2 separate regions of the Zea mays genome follow, and region 2 is linked to region 1. A link is a contact called in public Hi-C data. All regions are on one chromosome and are shown on one strand. The core of a region is the stretch at or near the end of the contact, and the rest is flanking DNA. Distances in the headings are between cores, read along the strand shown. Region 1 has its middle 5.8 kb from the start of LOC103629050. Region 2 overlaps LOC100273114 (putative calmodulin-binding family protein).

What was found. Hi-C and Micro-C count contacts between places; a contact is called where the count stands out from the background.
Region 2: a Hi-C map of tassel shows a contact between it and region 1, with 2.4 times the contacts expected there. The contact joins two enhancer-like sites. A contact is called at or near these places in 3 of 25 Hi-C or Micro-C datasets (ear, endosperm and tassel).

Annotation. Positions count from the first base shown.
Region 1 is chr6:18,839,584-18,847,543 of Zm-B73-REFERENCE-NAM-5.0, forward strand. No RefSeq gene overlaps it. Among protein-coding and RNA genes, the nearest start is that of LOC103629050, 5.8 kb to the right of the region's middle. Within about 2 kb of position 3,903, at least 12 of the 20 cell types and tissues checked have an H3K27ac peak or open chromatin away from gene starts, as enhancers often do. A contact at or near this core is called in ear and tassel, where this site is marked.
Region 2 is chr6:19,281,138-19,289,097 of Zm-B73-REFERENCE-NAM-5.0, forward strand. LOC100273114 (putative calmodulin-binding family protein) reads left to right here. Exons shown (of 9, transcript NM_001147563.1): 6 at 1,383-1,529; 7 at 1,653-1,745; 8 at 2,209-2,310; 9 at 2,401-3,105. The coding sequence ends at 2,889. Among protein-coding and RNA genes, the nearest start is that of LOC100273114, 11 kb to the left of the region's middle. Within about 2 kb of position 4,269, at least 15 of the 20 cell types and tissues checked have an H3K27ac peak or open chromatin away from gene starts, as enhancers often do. A contact at or near this core is called in ear and tassel, where this site is marked.

The DNA.
Region 1 (7,960 bases), core at 2,653-5,152:
GCCTTCTGCGCAGTGGTGCACCGGACAGTCCGGTGCACCACCGGACACTGCACAATGCCGATTTCCTTCCATACTGGGACGAGCCGACCGTTGACAGCTGAGTCGCGCCTGGCGCACCGGACAGTCCGGTGTACACCGGACATGTCCGGTGCAACCTGCTGACCGTTGGCGCTGGCGACGCGCCCGCCACGTGGCCGCCGTTGATTGCGCCCGACCGTTGGCGCTGGCGAGAGCCGTTGGCCGGCTGGCTCACCGGACAGTCCGGTGCACACCGGATAGTCCGGTGAATTATAGCCACGTCGCCTGGCTCTTTTCCCGAGAGCGGTCAGTACGGCCGCTGAGTTGACCCTCGAGTTGACCATTGATCGGGCAGGGCACCGGACAGTCCGGTGCTGTCCAGACTTGGCCAAATTTGGCCAACCTTTGCCAAACTTGTTTTCTTCAATTTTGCTCGACTTGTTGAGTTACCTTTATCCATCTCTCCAAAGGTTTTGCAATATGCTCCATCTCAAGTCCAAAATGCACTTTCTTTGCACAACAAGGTCAGTAGCTAAAACAAAGTGCTGAAAAATATAGGTGAGGGTGTATGTAACTTATCCAGATACTCAAACCCCATTTCCATATTGATTTTGAACAAGTTGCATTTTAGTCCTCCATTTCACCTCATTTGGACTTGATCACTTCAATTTGCTTTCTTTATACCTATGTTCATACTCATAGAAGGCATGTTAGTTCAAAGTGATGTGTTGGGCACTTAATCACCAAAACACTTAGAAATGGCCCAAGGGCACATTTCCCTTTCATCGTCCCACTTGGTGCTCCCGAGGTTGCGGACTTGGTTCACCATCTTCTTGAGCCGGTTGTACATTGCTTGTGGCTCTTCTCCTTTGTTGAGAGTAAACCGACCGAGTTCTCCCCCGATCGTTTCTCTCTTGGTGATCTTGGTGACGCGGTCACCTTCATGCGCCATTTTGAGGACATCCCATATTTCCTTGGCGCTTTTCAAGCCTTGCACCTTGTTGTACTCCTCTCGACATAATGAGGCGAGGAGGATGGTGGTGGCTTGAGAGTTGAATCGCCGGATTTGTGCGGCGTCATCCGAGTCATAGCCTTCTTCTCCAACCTGTGGACCCTGGACACCAAACTCAACAATATCCCAAATACTTTCGTGGAGTGAGGTTAGATGGTTCCTCATTTTATCACTCCACATAGAATAGTCTTCACCATCAAAATATGGTGGCTTGCCTAAGGGAATGGAAATGAGATTGGCATGTCTAGAAATGCGAGGGTAATGAAAAGGAATTTTGTTACTCTTTTTATCCTTGTGATGCTTGGAGGAGATTGACTCGGCGTCCGATGTCGATGGCGCGGAGGAGTCGGTCTCGTAGTAGACCACCTTTCTCAACTTCTTTTTCTTCTTGCCATCTTTCTTGTGCGACTTGGTGGAGCCGGCGGATTCTTCCTTTCGCTCCTCATGCTTGTGCTTGTCGCCGGATGGATCTTTCTCTCTTGATGAAGTCTTGCGTTCGTGCTTGGCACCCGAAGGCTCGATCTTCTCCCCCGACGTCGCCTTCTCGTTCTTGGCGTGTTCACCCACATCACTTCGAGTTGTTAGACTCTAATGAAGTGCCGGGCTCTGATACCAATTGAAAGTCGCCTAGAGGGGGTGAATAGGCGAAACCTAAAAATTACAAACTTTGAACACAAACTTGATCTGAGGTTAGGGTTAGAACGAGAATAAGTATAATCAGAGTGCGGAAGAATGTTCGTCTTGCCAAGAATTGCTCAATCAATACGGATAACTTTGGGAGCCAACTCAAAAATGATCACGGGCAAGAGAACTAGAGAGAGGGTAGATAGAAGAAGCAAATCGCAAAGTATTGATTGACACAAATGAACACGGCGATTTGTTTCCCAAGGTTCCACCCCGAAGGATGTACGTCCCCATTGAGGAGGTCACAAAGACCGGGTCTCTTTCAACCCTTCCCTCTCTCAACCAGTCACGAAGACCGGTTGAGCTTTTGCTTCACTATCTCGGGGACACCAAGTCCCGCAAGGGCCTCCACACGAAGTTCCGGAGCCTCTTGCCTCACTTTACAATTGAGAGAATAAGAGCGAGAGAAAGAGAGAACAATCAAAGCTCAAATGATCACAAGACCTTGCAATACTCAAATGCTCTAGCCGCTAAGTCACTCAAACTCAAAATGATCAAATGCGGCGCGGGAATTGCGAATACTTGGAGATGTTGCACTTGAAGTATGGAAGGTGGGAGTAGGTCTTGTGTATTGAATGAGCTGGTTGGGGGGTATTTATAGCCCCCAACCACTCAAATGGCCGTTGGAGAGAAAGCCATAACTTTCTGTCGGGTGGTGCACCGGACACTCTACAGTGTATGTCCGGTGCACACCGGACAGTGCACAGTGCTGCTGTCAGAAGCCGTTCTGACAGCAGGAAGCCGTTCTGGTCGCTTGCAGGTGTCCGTTACAGCTCTCGTCAGACTGTCCGGTGCACACCGGACAGTCCGGTGCCCTCTGCTGAAGATTTTCCCGAAGGTGAGAAGTTCGGTTGGCTGTTGCTATAATTCCCACCGGACAGTCCGGTGAACACTGGACAGTCCGATGCTTTCCTCAGCGCAGGAGACTTCTCGGGCTTTCTTCTGATCTGTTTTTGGGCACCCACCGGACAGTCCGGTGCCCCTCTGTCAGGACTCCAAAATCCATCTTTTCTTCTAGGCTTCTTCAATTTAATTTGGCCTTCTTTGAGGATGATCTTAGGACTTAGACAATCATATTTGCTGACTGTCCAACTGGTCTAAGTCCCAATTCTTGAACTCTTTCTTTTCTCCAACTTGTGACTTTGATTTTGCTCAAACTAGCTCCAAAAGGTTGATTCTTCGAAATTGAGCTTTCCAACCAGTCTTGATGTATCAAATAGGTTCTTAGGGTATGTGTAACTTATCCAAGGTGTGAAACTGGATGATCTTTATGTTTTCCAAGATTTACCCCTCTAAGGTTGGTTTTGAGCTATTTCTGACTTAGAACTGAGTTGAGTGGACTTATGCATCTGTGAATCAAAGACTAGACAAACCAGTTAGTCCATTTGGTTGTGATGGTCATCAAGCACCAAAATCATTCATAGAAAATGGTTAAGGCCATTTTCCTTTCACTATTTATATGACAAAAACTCTCTCCGCTCCAAAAAAAAACAAGCCAAACAATGTCGGGTTTAATGGAATATATACTCATGATGTATAATAAACATTATTAGATTAATATAAAATATAACTTTATAATAAACTTAGAGTAAATTGTACCGTAGGTACTTAAACTATTGTGTGGTTCCCAAATAAGTATTCCAACTAAAAAACCTACCAGCTAGGTACTTAAACTATTGTGTGGTTCCCAGATGGGTACTCCAACTAAAAACCTACCAGATGGGTACAACTAAAAAAACCTATTAGCCCCGGTGCAATATAAAGATAAAATGGTGATACTATTTTTTTAATCTACTCCAATTTAGGATTGTTTGACTCCTTGGAAAACGAGACTTTCTTTATTTTTGAGACAGAGGGAGTAGTAATAAATTTTGTTTAAAAGGACTGTCTGCCTTGGCATGCCGCCATACCCTAGTGGCAATACTTGAGGATATTAAGTGCTAATAACTAATATGAAACTATGGATTAGACAAAAAAAAAGATAGACGGTCCATACTGATTTTGATGTATTGTAAAATCAATAATTCCAGCTGACATTTATATAGCCGGATATATTAATTCCAGCTGACATTAAAAAAATAATTCCAGCTGTTTTCTTTCCATTTTTCGGTTTGGGCCCAGGTCCAACAGAAGGTGCAAAGCAACGAGCGGTCCAGCAAGATCGCTCAAGTCAAGGAAATCATGTACGAGGGCCTGCCAATCGCTGAAGCTGCTAAATCCGTTTCGGGCCAGAGCATGTGCACTCCAGATCCAGACGTCTGACTCCTGTGCGATTTTTTTACATAGAAAAAAATTCATAGTTTTTTTATACATAAAATATTGTAACCACTTAATATAAATTTGGTAAAACTTAAAAATAATTTGACTTAAAGTTGGTTCTAACAATTAATTTATTTCGTGACGGATGGAGTAATATGAAATTATGGATTAAATAAAGTCGTACATAGTTGTCGATTGGTCTCAACATATCTAAGACTAATAAAATTGTTTTTTTCCCAAAAAAAAATGCAGGTGATGTATGGCAATGGTACCGCAGTGGTTCAGCTCGAACATCGAAAGAAAAGTTGGCCCAACTACACTCTGAAGGCCCTGTTGTTCGCTTGCGCCATGTTGTTTTCCGCATACATGAATCTTTCTTCACTAACATCAATCACCATCAAGATACTGTTTGTGGTTGATATTATTGTCTTCTTCATCATCAATGGAGTACTCTACATAAATCCGCCTGATTGGGGCAATGCCTTGGTCTGCATCTCATGCCTCCTCCTACAAGTGGCATTGTGCCTTCTGACTGTCCCATTCAACGGATGCTACGCCTTCGCCATCTTCCTCGTGGTGTGCCTGATCCTTGTTGTCACTCTCCTTCAACCAAAGTTTCAGCATTCAGTAAAGAAGTATGTGCTGCCCACCTTCACCACCAATGATGGCAATACACAAGGCGACATCGGCGATCAAGAGAATCATTACTTGAACCATTTATTCGACATATCAAACGGCATTGCCACTTGTGGTGGCCTGGTAACCGGGATCATGGGATACGACTCCTACATGGTACGGCCGGTCACCGCAGCTGGCTGGCTTCATCTTCTTCTCCACTGTACTTCTCGGACTCTATCTGATGATGGTCATAGCAATGAGAGCTGTGTCCCCACTCCATGCCGCCTGCCTCGCCATCGTGCTGAAGGTTCTCCTCCTGCTCACTATCGTTACCGCCTCAATCTCATTTGTTCACCACTCAGTGACCACTCCAAAAGTTGCAAACTAGACTCCAATCACAGAAAGAACCTTGTCATGTTGTGACTTCTGAGAATGAAACCAAAAGTGCGGCTCCAATACTAACGCAGGCGCCTCGTTGGATCTAGGAAGGTAAATTTTTTTTTTTAAAAAAAATCCTTGTATGTATCTGAGTATCATGTGCTATATGATGCTCCTGTTGTGCATTTTTTTAAATAATGTATTTTTACTGCTTCAAAGACAGAAATACCGTTGAAAATACAAATCACAAGAATTTGTCAGAATTCTCCATTTTTTTTGTTAGCTGAACTGTGAGTAATGAGTGCTACATCTTTACAGGCTGACTGTCATGGTTTGGAATGTATTCTGGAATAGTTCCAGTCCCTATCTAGCTGGTTGTTAAGAAATATTTTGCCTAATCAAATCCAGTAACTCAGACTTAATATATGAAGCAAGTTTTAAGTAGTAGATAAACAGGAAGGGTGTGCCAAACTGCCAATCACCTGGCTATAACTAATCGGTGTGCTTCCACCGGTGGTCTCCCCTTGCTCCCATGGAGGCAGCGATGCAAGGATCCAATAAACTCTACAGCATGTATATTGCAAATAAGAAGAAAACAAAGACAATTCTTGTATTTGAGAATCATTCAAATCCAGTGAGCAATATCAATGGCAGCATTGCATCTTCTAGTTAGAATTGAACAGTTATTCCTGACTAAGTGACAAATTTTAGTAGTTTTAAAGAAGCATTGCTAGAAGAGCAATACTGTAGAAATGTTAATGTCAAATTCCTTTGTTCTTGCTCTCCTCAGTATTTCCCTATATTGTAGAATAAGCTAGTCACAAGTGTGCAATAAAGAAGATTTACTGAATCATAATTTAGTTCAACATAATTTCGCATCAAACTGCTGAACACATCATACAAGCTGAGTTAAATCAGCTAACCATAGTTTTTTTTTTAATTTCAAAGCCTTGTAAAGATAACCAATGTGAATCTGTGTGGTATTACATTCAGAACCCTAGTTCTGAATTTTGACAAGGTTACAAACCGGCTATGATATCAACCAAAAAAAAATACACAATAATATTTGGTCATGTCATGTGAAGGTGAGGCTGAATAAATGTTTTCTCAAATCAAACAAGCCTATAAGATTACCGATCTCATTTGACTTGATTATAACAACTTTAATTGAATTATCATATAGTGCATGATTTTTTTCATTGGCACAACCTGCCAGAAGTAAAATTACCTACTCAATTCAAGAAGGAATAAAAAAATTACTTAGTTTCGAGACAGAAGGGTAAAGAGCAAAATACTTGATTGTTGCCCTTGTGGTGAATATCGAGATTTCTATTCTGTGTTCGCAGCCATGCCGCTTAATTACTCGATTATAAGTTGTGACAACACTCCATGGTGGTGGTGGCATAACCTGATGGAGGGGAGTTGCTTATCAGACATGATATACTATGTTGGAAACCTATGGCACTAACCATCAGAGATCAATGGCAGGGATGAAAACTTAAGGAGCAGAAAAACATCTTAATCTTACAAATGTAGCTTTAATGGTACTATTAAAAAAATGCAGTATTAGACTCAAAATATCCATGTCGTATATTGTTATGTGTTGTATCGAACACATGCTTCTTCAGAATTGATGCAGTAATCCAAAGGAGCAAGAAAATGAAACTTTAACAGAGCTGCAGACCTTATTGCGCATAGCTCTGTTGAAAATGGAACTTAACACACGCAGGGTGGCTGAGGTGAAGTTAACACATGCAAGTGACATTGTGTTGGGCCCAGGTGAGCCTCAGATAACGGTATCAAGTCGCCTAGTCAATACTAATGTAAGGGGACTGGTGGGACAACTAATCGAACCTAGTTGGTAGTCTAGTCCTGCCTTCATGCCATCGTACAAGGGTGTATGTGCTATATGTAGTATAGCTGTATGAAGCTGTATGTGCTACATGTAGTATACCTGTATGAAGCTGTATGTGCTATACATAGCATTCATCACCATTAAAAAGAAAGCAAGCAGTGAAGCATGAGCTCGTAATGAAGCAATCAATTAGTGTCGTAGTGTGAGCAGAAGCAGAGCATCACGCAGCGACGAGAGCAAGAGCAAGCCAGTAAGCCAGTTGTGAATAGATTAATAACTGAAACAAATGGGACTAACTGGCAGCCCAATATCGTACGTCAACCGGCAGCTCAACCCAACGTGCAGGTCGACTGATCTCGATAAGTCGACTGCTAGTCAGACGACTAGGATCCTAGAAACCTAGTCGAGCTAATCGGGTGGGTGGGATGGGACCGGTAAGTATGACTGCTAATCGCCATTAGTCGGGCGACTGGATCTCAAGCAAAGCAATCTTACCTGCTGTTGCTTCCCACTCGCAGGTCCCAGCAGCACGAACTGGTTCATTGCCCTTGTTGATGGCGGAATGGCGGCGATGGGGTTGCTCCTCCTCACTTGACCCTCGCTAGTCCCGCGCCTGGCGCAAATCAGATGGTCGAAGATATGATGACGAGGACTGTCAGAAGTACAGATCATGGGCAGTGGCGGAGGACACACAAAATTTGAGGTGTGGCCCAATATATATATATATATATATATATATATATATATATATATATATATATATATATATATATATATATATATATATATATATATATATATATATATATATATACTTTCTAGTTTACAATAAATAATTTAAAATGAAGCAACAATTCAAAGTATTTTGTAGCAAACAAATATAAATAAAGACATTGAGGGATACCTTAATAAAAGTACGAAGATGAATTCATCATTGCTGCATTCTCTTATGTGTGAAGTATGTCCAAGAAACTAGGCAGTATTCTGGCATTCGTTGGAACACATACGTTGCATCCATATCGCACTATGTTCCATGACATGAATTCCTGGTCACATTGCATCGAACAGCTTGCGAGCTAGGGTGATGTCCCCGCTCTGGATAGTGGACATGAGCAGGTAAAAGGTAATCATGCATT
Region 2 (7,960 bases), core at 3,019-5,518, 440 kb after region 1:
GCACGATCGTCGCCCTTCAGCGGGAATTCGCCATGAAGGACCTGGGGCCCCTACACCACTTCCTCGGCATCACCGCCGAACGCCGGCCTCAGGGTCTCTTCCTCCACCAGCGCCAGTACGCCATCGACATCCTGGAGCGGGCTGGCATGTCTGACTGCAAGCCTTGCTCCACGCCTGTCGACACCCAGGCAAAGCTCTCTGAGGACGACGGGCCTCCGGTCGCCGACGCGACGTCCTACCGGAGCCTGACCGGCGCGCTCCAGTACCTCACCTTCTCCAGGCCCGACATCGCATACGCCGTCCAGCAGGTGTGTCTGCATATGCACACCCCGCGGGAGCCCCATCTCACCGCGCTCAAGCGGATTCTACGCTACCTCCGCGGCTCGCTCGACTACGGCCTCCTCCTCCGACCATCCCCGACGTCGGAGCTCGTGGTCTACACCGACGCTGACTGGGCTGGCTGTCCCGACACGCGCCGGTCCACCTCCGGTTACGCCGTGTTCCTGGGCGCCAACCTCGTCTCTTGGGCCGCCAAGCGTCAGCCCGTCGTCTCTCGCTCCAGCGCTGAGGCCGAGTACCGTGCCGTGGCCAACGGCGTGGCAGAGGCCTCCTGGCTGCGCCAGCTCCTCCACGAGCTCCACAGTCCCCTCCAGCGTGCCACCCTCGTCTACTGCGACAACGTCAGCGCGGTCTACCTCTCCACCAACCCCGTGCAGCATCAGCGCACGAAACACGTGGAGATCGACCTGCACTTCGTCCGCGAACGTGTCGCTGCCGGTGACGTTCGGGTTCTCAGCGTCCCCACCACGCTGCAGTTCGCCGACATCTTCACCAAGGGGTTACCGTCGAGTGTATTTTTAGACTTTCGATCCAGTCTCAACATCTGTACAGGATAGAGTTGTGACTGCGGGGGGGTGTTAGAATACCCGTTTAGGGTTTGGAGTCTTCCTCGTGTAATGACCTTCTCACCCCTCTGTAATGGGCCTGGCCCAGTTCACTCAGTCTATTAATATATCACCCAACCCCTGTTAGGGTTATGGGTTCACATTCCAATACTTAGTATAGACATAAGTCATCAATAAAAAAATATCTCATGCTCTACAAACTTTTGTTGGTTTTTTTAATATTGTTATTACTATTATATTATATTGTATACAAGCTGCAATTTAAAAGACATCAAGTCTCGATTGTTGTTACACAAGAAACATGAATATAATTGGGCATATCTTGGCCGTACGTATCATGACAAATATAAAAACATTCGAGTTCAAAAACAACACAATACCAAGAACTAGAAAAGTGAATTCCAAATCTTCATTTTGTTTATAGTAAACCTACTGGCAACTGGTTGTAAGTTCATATATTTCGAAAATGTTTTGCAGAAAGAACGTGAGCTCTATGAATACATTATTAACGAGGGAAAGGTTATCCATAAGCAATCTGGAGAACCACTTGATACAAGCAAGGGTCCTAAAGATGCTTATTGGATTTTTGTCATGAGCACAGCAAGAAGACTTTATGCTGGCAAGGTAGATTGTCTACTTTTACAAGGACTTCCATGCGCACATTGCTAAGAAATAGTCTTTAATCATATTGTTTTAGCTTATGATTTGGATCTCTATATATCTATGTAACCTAATTTATTCATCCAGAAGGAGAAAGGTGTATTTCAACACTCCAGCTTTCTGTCAGGAGGTGCAACCATAGCGGCTGGGAAGTTTACTGTAAAAGCTGGAGTAATCAAGGTAGTATTGTTCTACAATAATGCCCTATGAAAACTGGTATTTTATTGTGATATAATTAATTCTTGGTTCAAGAAACTTTACTGCTATCATATTGTTATATGTAACATAGTGCTATCCGCCCTCCCTCCCATCCTAGTATTTCTTTCCTAGTTATTCCTTGATTTCACATCTATTTATACATTTTCTAGGTTATATGCAATATTTACCTAAGTTTAGTGAATTTTCTAAAAATACATGATGTGATTTCTAGAGTTAGAATAGCATAAAGATATGTGGGTATATTTCTTACTGTACTTTTTGATTAGCTACTTATCAAGCTAATGAACAATAGAACATCTGCATTTTTTTCCCTATTTCCTTTTCGGCCAGGAGAAAATGATAATATTATTTTTCATATTTTCCTTGTCCTTGTGTTTATTTACATGTCCAATTCTGATTATTTTTACTATCTTATCTTGATCAGTCTATCTGGGCATATAGTGGTCACTACAAACCAAGCACAGAGGATCTCAATAATTTCATGAAATTTCTAGAAGAAAATGGAGTTAATCTCAAAGAAATTGAGGTACACCAATGCAACCATAACTTTGACTTACCTATACATGTCCGCCTAGATGGTTTTATTATATATATGGTGCTGATTTTGGTTATTCAGATGCGACCATTCAAGAAAGGAGACTACCATAATGATTCAATGCCTAATGAAACACAAAACATCATTGTTGGTACCAATCCTCCACAATTGATTCTCTCTTCAGACACAAAGGAAGGCGATGAAGGAAAGGATGCTCCAATAGAACGAGCAAAGGTAACATATCATAGAACCTTATCAGGTGGTCTGCACAACCCCAAAGGCACTGATGTCCCCCAGAAGGCAATTCTTGAGAGGATTAAATCCAAGAGTGAGACTGAATCTTATCAGCTTGGCCTCAAGTTATCCCTCAAATGGAGCACTGGAGCTGGGCCCAGAATTGGATGTGTGAAGGATTATCCAACAAAGCTTAGAATGCAAGCTCTTGAAATGGTACACTTGTTAACAGGGGCATCAACGATACCACATTCATCGTTGCTCGCAGAAGCTCAAGAATGTCACGACCCAGATAGGAGGCTAGAAGATCTTGTGAAACGTGCACAGGCCAACTAATGCACTTGATAACATGAAACCTATGCAGTTCGGCTATTGGATAATTGTAGTGGTAATGTTGCATTGTCATTGTGTTGTGTACTGAAAAACTTATGTTGTTAGCTTGTTCGGTTCTTTTCCTTTTTAGTGTGGCGAAGTCCACCAAATATGACAACTTATCAATTTAGGACCCAATTGGAATGCAGGGTTTCTTCATAATCCTGTACTTTTCTTGTGAAAATTGAACTGATTTCTATGAAATTCTTGTATGATTTCATAAAATTTATTGCATTCCAAATATGTTGTCAAGTTGTAGCAAAAATAGTTTTAGTGCAGAACTCACTTGATAGTGTGCTTGATACTACAGTCAGACAAGATCACCATAAGTATATGCTAAAGATATGACTAATTTTAGGGAGAACAAAAGTGTTGACAGCAAAGCTTGTTCTACAGCAAAGCTTGATACTATATCCTTTTGTAATTGGAAAAGTTGTCAGGTCTCATAATTGAGCAGTCTTACTATTAATCTATTATAATCAGGGACACGTGAGCCTTGATGTTATTTCTCATGAACTAATTATACATTTTCTTTGAGACAACTCCTTAACATTCTCGCTAAAACTGAAACATCCGTCCATCATTTTGGTGGACTCAGGATTCATGTCTAAACTATCCACTTTTCTTTACTGAAATAACTTAAACTAACCACATAGGCCTAAACTTTGCGTTGTGAATAATAAAGTAACCATAAATTTACCTTGCCATTATTAAAAAAGATAACTTAGAACCTCAACTTTCACGCCAATTATCTCTTCATGACCCCATTTATGAATAAATTAGCCTCGAAGTTGTCCAGAGTAAAATTGTGTAGTTTGATCATGTGCGGGCGGAGATAGCGCTGGGGGTTTTCTCGGGCTAGTTTGGTAACTCCATTTTCCCAAGGGATTTCTATTTTCCCAAGGGAAAATAGAACTAATTTCCCTTGGAAAATTGAAAATCCCTTGGAAAAATGGTGTTCCCAAACTAGTCCTAAATTAAAATAGCTCGGGGGCGTCTATCCCGCAACCCGAGTTTTTTTTTTATCGAATTTTCTAGGGAAAAACTAATATTTATGTCACAAAATTAATATAGTGAGATAGAAAACTAATCATGCCTGCATCATTATGTTTCTTAGGTATCGTATCTTTTTTTTTTTTTTTGAGAAACTCTTAGGTATCATATACGGGGTATATCTGATCCTTACCATTCGACACGAGAAACCAAACATTGCGATCGGGAGGCGAAAATTAATGGGTTGGGCCGGGCTCAGCAATGGCGTTTCAGGCTGAGACCAGCCCAACAAGGATGAGGCCTACTAGTACGTTGCTGGGCTTGCTCTTTGGGGGGGTCACGTTAAGGCGGCAACTGAATTCTGGTTACCCTACAGGCTACAGGCTACAGGGAAAGGAAGATGCAATCACGGTGTAGTATATGGCTTTGGATCTGCGTCTGCGTCTGCGTCTTTCGTCCCTGCGTCAACGGTAGAACACCGACTCGCATGCATTTTATGTCACGTCACGTAGCACGATCATTGTAACTGCAGTTCCCGAGCCCTTTATGCAGCACTTTACTCCTTTATACCCAGCTGGTATGTGGTCTTTTGCAGTATGCAGCAGCCAGCATCTTTAGTTACAGTACTTCTTTACATCTTTGGTGAATCCATGCTCCTCATCTTTTTCCTTTTACGTAGTAGAGAGCCTGAGCAGACCAGGTAAGGCTATCTCCAGCAGATTCCTTATCACATTCCCCATCTCATCTCCTATTTCAAACTTCACTCTGCAAACAGTGTTAAACAGTCTCGCGTCCCCTATTTTACCCAGTCTACCGGAGACCATCTAAAGGTGTCTCAGCGATCGGTCGGTCGACGACGCGCCACAGCCCACGCCTCCGGCCAGACGGACTCATTGCTGCCCCGGCAGCCCAGCACCTCGTATCATTAGTGTCACACCCGGATTTAGGGGCAAACCCGGGCGCGAATCAAATGCGTGACGGGATCAAGTCTCACACATATGATGACTCATGGTACAGAAATCAATGTCATATCTTTATTACTTAATAGAAATTCTGTACAAAATAACTAAAAGATATTACACCATATGGCGACGACGATCCTCCACAATCCCTAGTTGACTGGGAGACGATGGCCTAGATCTCTCCAAACTCATCTTCATCAGAGTCTTCCTCCACTTCTGGATGCACCTGTTCTTAACCTGGGGAGTTTAGCAAGGGTGAGCTCCCATACGGTCATCGCTCAACAAGTTGTGGGAAATAGTGTAGTGTAAGGCTTACCAAAGAGAATGATTAAGGCTGAGCATTGCTTTTAATAAGTTGGTCAAAATTTTATTAGCAGTTACTAAGTATAAGTATATACCATCCCAGTTAAATAATTGATCACAATTAGTAATAAATCCCACAATGCAATGCAATGCATGTCAAATTGAGTTTAGTTCCATAATTTACTCATGTGAGGGTCCGAGCCGCTCTTGACCGTGAGCATGGCTGATATACCAGTTTTATACTCTGCAGAGGTTGCACATCTTAACCCACAAGTCGTGTTACCCATTTGCCACGGGGTCATGAATCCCATACATCTCTACCGAGGAGACGAGGCAGGGTATCACTACGAGGCCTTTACAAAGTTCCACTAGCTTCAGAAAACCCGCTACAGTTTCATGAGAAGAGCGATACAGGAATCCCTCGTCCAAAAAGCCATCGCAGCATGATTGACCCGAGAACCTCCCTATACCGGCAACTCCTCTACCGCCCTTGCCCCTTTCGGGTAAGGTAGTCCTCCACTAGCTTTCCTAATTAGTTAGCCAAGGGCGTCCCATTCCACCCCTATGGTAGCACTGTTTTCTCGGGTGGTTCTCCATGTTCCAGTTAACAAAATGATCTTATCATGAACAATAATAGATAACCAACAATAATAAATCATATTGGAACATGGTCATGAATCATAGTATCATTAGCCCAAAAACCAGGTAGAGCACTAGCAAGACTACCCAATAATTCATTTGTACACAAGGTGCAGGGTAAACAAATCTAGGTAACCTATTAGGTCCCATCAGCTTAACCTAACAGTGTCACGGTGATTAAGAATAATGAACATTATTAGGTTAAAGAATGTGATCAAGGACACAACTTGCCTTTTTGGTGCAAACTCCAGGTACTTCTCCAATTTGATCTTCAGGTTCCTTGTCGTAACCTCGCTTCTATCGTAGCAAAACATATATATAGGCAAACAATGAACAAAAATAACATTACATCAAACATGAGAACAAACTGCATAAGAATATTCTACGCGTCGAGACGAGACCGTGGGTTCGAGAACCACTAAAATCGGAGCTAAAACGTGGAAGATGTAAATTAAACAAGTTTTAGCAATTATTTTCATACTAAAAATTGATTTATATATTCAATTTACCAATATTTAATTACTGTTGGACGACTAGATATATTTTTAAATAAGTTCAGGGTGTATTCTGTAAATTCCGGGACCTAGATTCTATTCCCATTCGAAACAGGGGGAGGATGAGTCGTAAGGGGAAAAAGAAAAAATGGCGCTCGGTCCCCTGGGCCGGTTCTTCTTCCTCCAGCGCCCTTCCCTCCCCTTCGCTTGGTTCGCAGTGTCGTGTGGCGCGGTCTCCTGCTGTTGGGCCGCTTCCTTCGTGCCTCTCCTTGGCCCAGGGATACAGTATCCCGGCTCAGGCGCCGAAGCGGTCCCTGGATTGGCGTCCTTCTTGGATCGGATGGAATCAAGGCGTCACGCCGCTCCCTTCTCGCCTGCTTCCCCTCACGCGTGAGTCGTCTCGTTCGCTGTCTTCTCCGCCCGTAAACCCCTCTCCATCGTTAGGGTTTCCTCCGGATTTTGTTGGTGCGTATTCTTTTCCTCACTGCGCCGCCTTTCTCTCGCACCTCTGGTCTCTCCCGTCTTCGGTGAGATCTAGTTTTGGCGGAGGTTGGTGCGTTTCGCCTTTTCGGCCGCCGGTGGTTGAGGAGGAGTGGCCGCTTCTGGGGTCTGGCGGTTTTCGAAGTCCTTCGAAAATCTCTACTATGGATCCGAAAGGAAAGAATCCTCAGAACTCCCAATGGGATCGTTGGGGTCCGATGGAGAAGCCGCAAGGTTCTCATTCTTGGAACAGACCAAGAAACCTAAGCTGGAAGCTGAAGCCGAACGTTGGCAAATCTGAACAGCAGGAGGGGGTGTTGTCCCCCAATCCTGGTGAGGGATCTCAACCAGGTAACCCAGCGGTCTCTCCTGTTCCTTTGAAGAAAGATCTTGATCTTGTTCGTCCTGCGTTCTGTCAGAAATGTGGTGCTGGAGGTCATCATGCCAGACAGTGTTTTAACGCTTTGTGGTGTGATATTTGCCGTAAGGAAACACATGTCACAGCCCGCTGTGTTCTTCCTAGGCAGAACAAACCCACCATGCCCATTGTTGGTTTGGCTGCTGATGGATTAGGGTTTTATCTGTCTCATTTCGCTAAACCTTTGATCAAAAAACCAAAGAGGGTTTTTATCGGTCTGGTTAAAGTGATTGAGGGATTAGTCTCGGCTGAATATCTTGAGAGGGATTTCAGTTTTCACTTCCCTTGGAACAAGAGGTGGAAAGCTACTAAGTGCCATTCGGGGTTTCTGATGCAGTTCCCCTCCCAAGAACGTCTTGAGGAAATGATAAGCTTCCCGGAGCTTAAAATGAAGATGTCTGGGGCCAAGATTGCTGTTGTGCCTTGGAGTTCTAGGGCCAAACCTAAATCCAGGCTTCATACTGTGTGGGTTATTGCTGAAAATGTTCCTGAGGAATTGCAGAACTACCAGTCTATCTGTGAAATTGGTTCAATGATTGGTGCAGTTGAGGAAGTTGACCTTATGTCCCTGGATTCAGATGACATTGTGAGATTTAAAATTCACATTAAAAGTGTGGCGATGATTCCCCCAGTGGTGGAAGTGGCTGTCAAGCCTTTTCTCTATGATATCTTCTTTAGAATTGAATCTATTTGTGATGAAGGATGGAATGATGATTCTGTGAATTTGGGCAAGAGAGCCTCTGTTC